Linked DNA regions of Macaca mulatta: region 1 is linked to region 2. The links are chromatin contacts, called in public Hi-C maps. All regions are on one chromosome and are shown on one strand. The core of a region is the stretch at or near the end of the contact, and the rest is flanking DNA. Distances in the headings are between cores, read along the strand shown. Region 1 holds the start of ERN1 (endoplasmic reticulum to nucleus signaling 1). Region 2 overlaps ERN1 (endoplasmic reticulum to nucleus signaling 1).

Region 1 (2,789 bases), core at 151-2,650, 79 kb after region 2:
AATTCTTGTTACTCCAAGAGTACAGACAGTTATTTACCTAAAATGCAAAACCTCCAGAGTTCACGCAGTGGCTGGCACACAGGCACACACATGTCAGTGTTCTACTGGAACACTTGGTACATGATATCCCTATTAAAGAGTACACAGTACGTTTAAAGAGGTCATTAAACAAAACACGGACACATTTGCCATGCTCACATCCTGAACAATACATTTTGTGAAAAACACTCGCTAATTTAGGTTCTTCCAACCAGAAAAAAAAAAAAAAAAAAAAAAAAAGCCAAGTCTCCCACAAAATGTCTCCAAATCCACAGCTGAGTGAAGGTCATAAATAGTTAAATGAATGTAAACCAGGCCCTATCATTCGTCTCCTCCAGAAAAAAGATGAAAAGACATTTCTGATGACCCCAGGTGCTCTCCCACGAGGAGACAGTCTTTCATTTGAGCTTCTGAAGCAGCCTCACCTCGAACCCATGCGGGATCTTCCAAGAGTGCACTTCCCACAGCTCCACTTGCTCAAGGAAGTCTCGGTGCACAGAAGGAAGCCTGGAGCCTCCCAGTACCAAGAAACCGGCAGGGCAAGTGGCAGAAGCCAGCTCTGGGGTGAGAGTCCTTACTCCCTGTTGCATTCGTTCCCCAAAGTTTTCGAATTTTTAAAAAGTTCAAACACAGATTCGAAGCGCAGGACAGACCCTTCCCCTGGATCCCAGCGCCCTTTCGGCTCCTCCCGCGGCCCCCGCCAGGCAGCGCCGGCGCCCACCCGCGAGAAGGAGGGTCCCGCAGGTGGGCGGCCTCCCCAGGCCGGGGCCCTCTGGGACCCCCAGGTGCCGTCCAGGGCGCCACGAAGTTGCGCCCGAGCCTGCGGGGTCCGGGGAGCCGCTGCCCGTGACAGCCGCGCTGGCTTGGGAGGCTCTTCGGGCGGCCGACACCTCGGTGGGGCCGCGACTCCAGTCAGGGAAGCTCTCCCGGCCCGGCGCCGCCTCCTACTCCCGGCCCGAGCCTCCCTCCGCGGGGCGCACGGGGCCTCTGGCCGCCGCCACGCTCCCAGCTCGGACTCCAGCCCCGACGGCCGGCGCGACGCTGCCCCGGCCCCGACCCGGCCGTCGCGAGCTGTCCTCCACCCCACGCTCCCGGGTCACTCACCCCGAGGCCGGGCAGCAGCAGCGTCAGCAGCAGCAGCAGCAGCCGCCGGGCCGGCATGGCGAGGACTCGGCCCTGACTCCGGGGGCGGTACGGACAGAGGACGGGGCGGGGGCGCCGCGACGACAGCGAGGCGGCGACCTAGCCTCAGCGGACGCAGAGCTGACTAGGCGACGGCGGCACCCCCATTCCCGGCCCTATAAGCGCCGGGTGCCTCGGCTTCTTCCGGTCGGGGCGGGGTTGGGGGCGGGGACGGGGCGGGGCCAACCCAGGGGCGTGATTGGGGCGGAGATGGGGGCGGGGATGAGGGCGGGCCGGGGGCGTGTCCCGGGAGGGGGTGTGGGAGGGGCTGGCTCGGGGCGGGGCCGAAGGCGGTGCTGGCATCTGGCTGGCTTTGCTCCTGAGGAGGCGGCGGCGGCTATGAAGGACCAGGCCTCGGCATCCAGCGTCTGGGGGCGCTGGGTGATCGAGGCGCGAAGCTTGTCTGTGGCTGGGAAAGACCGGCATTGCCCCACCAGGTGGTCCCATTAACCCTGCCAAGGGACCTGCCGCGTCAGACTTCATCGGGGAAAAGGGCGGGACACGGGCGGTCCAGGGTGCCTAGAAGCCCCCTTTTCGTCTTTCCGCCGTGGTGGACTCATCGGCGAGGTTTACTGAGGCGACCTCTGGAGCGAAGGTTTCAGCAGCTACCGGAGGCTTCCAGCAAACACGGCGCAGCTGCCCCGCGGGGCAGGCAGTCGCAGTGTTCACAGCCCTAGGGTTCTCCAGCTGTGCCTCGTCTCCTCCAGGGCCTCTTTCTTCCTTTTCCTTGCCCTCAGGAATTCCCCTCAAGTCACATCCAACAGCCATCAGTTCCGTTTGGAATGAACCACGGCCAAGTCACTCACCAAAAATTATAAGGAGGAAACCAATTCGGCCACTTGTGTCACGTGCGTTGATGTGACACGTGTGGATGTGAAGTTTGAGATGGCCTGCGTCACAACTCGTTGGAGGGAGTGGGTGGGTTGAGGCCTCCTGCAAGGTCTGTGTGAGGGTGTGGACTACTAATTAGAGTTAAAGAGCTCGGCAGCTTTTTGGTCACTGGCACTGGCCTCCACTGAGAGGGACATGGGGAGGGAGGACACGTCTTTTGCAAGGAAAGAGAGTAAACTGAGATTTGGAGCCCAAGGAAAGTTATCTAACTTATCCTAGGGGAAAAAGAAAACAGGGCTATGACATTCTCTAATTTTTCCTGACTTGCTCATATGAGAGCCTAAGATTTTTCTAATTTGAAGGAAAAGAATAAGCAATTCTAGACAAAACAACACAATAGTAGTGGGGGACTGGCCAAATGTCCAGTCTGTGTGCATTGTGGTCAGTCTTATCCAACTAAAACAGACCAAAATGATAATAAGTCCAAATCCTGCAAATAGAGCTCCCCATTCCTAACCCCCTAGGCCTGGATTACAATGAAGGGACTAATCCCTACAGCATGCTGGAGACTCCAACGCATCTCTGTAAGAGTGGGAAGAATCTTGGCAACTGTGAAGACAGTAGAAACATTTTGAAAAGTGTTACCTGCATGTCTAAGTTCAAACAGAGGTTTGGGATTGGCAGAGAGATGTACTGAGAGACCCAGCACTCCTGAGCAGTGTAGCTGGGTGTCCAGA
Region 2 (2,700 bases), core at 106-2,605:
ACCAGGGGTTCATCGCCTTCCATGCTGGAGGAGACACACCTTGAACAACACAGCACTCTCAGCCTCACAACAACATTGTGAGGTGAGCAGAGCAAATACTTTCATCCCCAGATAAGAATGTGGATAGAAAGGTTGCATGACAAGCTCAGGGTCACTGCTGGATGTGACAAACCAGGATGGCATTCAGGTCTTCCAATCTCCAAACCTACCATGCTTTATTCCACCTCACCAGATTTTCCCTTAGGAAGGCGCTGGATTCAGGACGGGAGGAACATGGCCACCACGGCTGGAGCTCGCCCCTGATTCCCAGAGCTCTCCGGGTCTCCCACGCCCCCTACACTCTGTGCCACCTGCTGTCCCAGCATAGTCAACACTGACGTGAAGAGGCATCTTTCCAACCTCCCTGGCCCCAGTTATGTTCTTTCCCAAACTTATTATTGCCACTTGTCCTTGTAATTTGAATATTCCATAAGCTGTCAAACATGAGTGCCACGAATTTTGAGGTAAGCTGAATCTTTAGAAAGACTCCACAAAGGAAAGGGAATGGTTACAAGAGCTGTTGCGGCATTCGGTGTGGTGGACTCAACCGTAAGGGACTGGGTCACGAAGCGTTAAAAACCAGGCTTCTGCTCTCAAATCGCTTAGGAAGTGTTTGAAGTGTCCAAGCCTCCATGCAGAAGTGGCACAGGAGTGTGCTTAATGCAAGCTGGAAAATGAGGACTCCAGTCAGTCAGACCCAAATCTGAAAAGACCTTAGCCTACAGTACAAGATTTCTGTGACTTAAGGGCTTATATTACTTGCTTTAAGTTAAAATTAAGTGTTACGGCGTGTGTACGTGTTTTTATGATTCTTCGCTGTAACTGACTTCTTTGATGAACTGACCAGCTGCTGGTCCCCAGTGAGCTGGGTAAGAGAGGACCATATCTAATCCACTCAAGATGGCTGACCCATCCAGGTCTCCATCGGGCAGTGTCCAAGGTGAGCCTCAGCGACCTGTGCTAGAATAAGGTGCTCAAATGTGAGTGCACTCCTAGCAAATGGATGCAGAAGCCAGCTTGAAGGGGTTCCAGGTTGACCAAATTTGGAACAATTTGTGTATCAAAAGAAGTAAATAACAAAAAAAGGATGAAAATGGATTATAACATTAGTTTCAAAATCCTTGAGCCCATAGTGATCAAGAAAAAAAAAAAAACGAGAGAGAGAGAGAAGAAAGTGAAAAGAAAGCTCTGCTTTACAGAAAAATGTCAGCTAATAACGCAGAAGAATTTCTACTGAACTGAGTACTTCAGGCAAGGGTGATCAACACATGCTAAACCACTGCGTGAGTGACTGTCAGTAAACAGGATATCACATTGTGCTGAAGGATCACCCCAAATACTAACAACAGAGGAGGAAATGAACCCTTATGATAGAGAGATCAGCTGTAGCATCACTAAGAGGAGGCGATAACAATCTTACAGATACGATCTTACAGATACAATCTGCCATCACATGCTTCCTGATGCAGAGACCTGTGATCTACTCATGCCAAAAACATTTAACTTGAACCTAATCAAGCCTCTACACCTGACTTCTGGTTTCCAGGAAATACGAGGAATACAGAGAAATGTTCAACGTTGTCATGAGGAAACAAGTAAATAAATCAGAATGGGGCATTTTATAACCCACTGCCTGGACTCTTCAAAATGGAACTTCAACATGGAACAAAATATAGGTGGAAAGATGTGTAAATTCCAAGAGACAGAATCAAATGTAATGCAAGACACTTGATTCCATCCTGGTATACAAAACCCAGTAGGTGTCGAACCCAGTAGGTAGCTAAATACGCAGCTCTATAAAAGACATTTGGGGACTAATTGGGGAAATTTGAATATGGATTGAATATGAGATGATGGATAGAAACAGTATTAATTGTTGAGGTGGGATAATGGTATTGTGGTTGGAAACACAATGTATTCCTTAGGAGACACGTGCTGAGGTCTTCAGGGGTGAAGGGTCAGGATGCCTGCTACTTATATTCAAATGGTTCAGTAATAGGCAAAGATAAAGCAAACGTGGCAAAAGTTTTAACAAACGTTGAATCTAGGTGGAGGTACACAGGTATTCATGTTAACATTCTTTCAGCCAGACGCTGTGGCTCATGTCTGTAATCCCAGCACTTTGGGAGGCTAAACCTGAGCCCAGGAGTTTAAGACCAGCCTGGGCAAAATAGCGAGATTCCACCTCTAAAATTTTTTTTTCTTTCAATTTTCTTTATGTCTAAAAATTATCAAAATAAGTTGAGAAAACAAAAAAATTTAAAAATAATGAAAACTTGAAGTTTGCTCACGCTGTGCAAGTCCTGACTTCCCAGTTTACCAAAATTAAAAAGGGGTTAAAAAGTGATTGATTTAGCTGGGTGTGGTGGCAGGTACCAGTAATCCCAGCTACTCAGGAGGCTGAGGCAGGAGAATCGCTCAAACCTGGGAGGTGGAGGTTGCAGTGAGCTGAGATCACGCCACTACACTCCAACCTGGGTGACAGAGTAAGACTCTGTCTCAAAACAAAAGTAAACAAAAACAAACAAAAAAACAAACAAAAAACCAACCAACAAAACAAACAAACAAAAAAACAAGTAATTGGAAGAATAGGGGAAAAAAATAGATAATTGCCCACATTTGCCCCTTTAATCATCTGAACATGAGATGACATAGAAAGTT

What was found. A called contact is a pair of places that touch in the nucleus more often than the background predicts.
Region 1: a Hi-C map of blood shows a contact between it and region 2, with 2.9 times the contacts expected there. The contact joins the promoter of ERN1 here to the enhancer-like site in region 2. A contact is called at or near these places in 7 of 14 Hi-C or Micro-C datasets (CD4 T cells, blood, fetal cortex germinal zone and 3 more).

Annotation. Positions count from the first base shown.
Region 1 is chr16:74,034,972-74,037,760 of T2T-MMU8v2.0, forward strand. It overlaps ERN1 (endoplasmic reticulum to nucleus signaling 1), which reads right to left and starts at 1,401. Exons shown (of 22, transcript XM_077972437.1): 1 at 1,144-1,401.
Region 2 is chr16:73,956,241-73,958,940 of T2T-MMU8v2.0, forward strand. All of the region lies in intron 17 of ERN1 (endoplasmic reticulum to nucleus signaling 1), which reads right to left. Among named protein-coding and RNA genes, the nearest start is that of ICAM2, 27 kb to the left of the region's middle. Within about 2 kb of position 1,356, at least 5 of the 40 cell types and tissues checked have an H3K27ac peak or open chromatin away from gene starts, as enhancers often do. A contact at or near this core is called in CD4 T cells and blood, where this site is marked.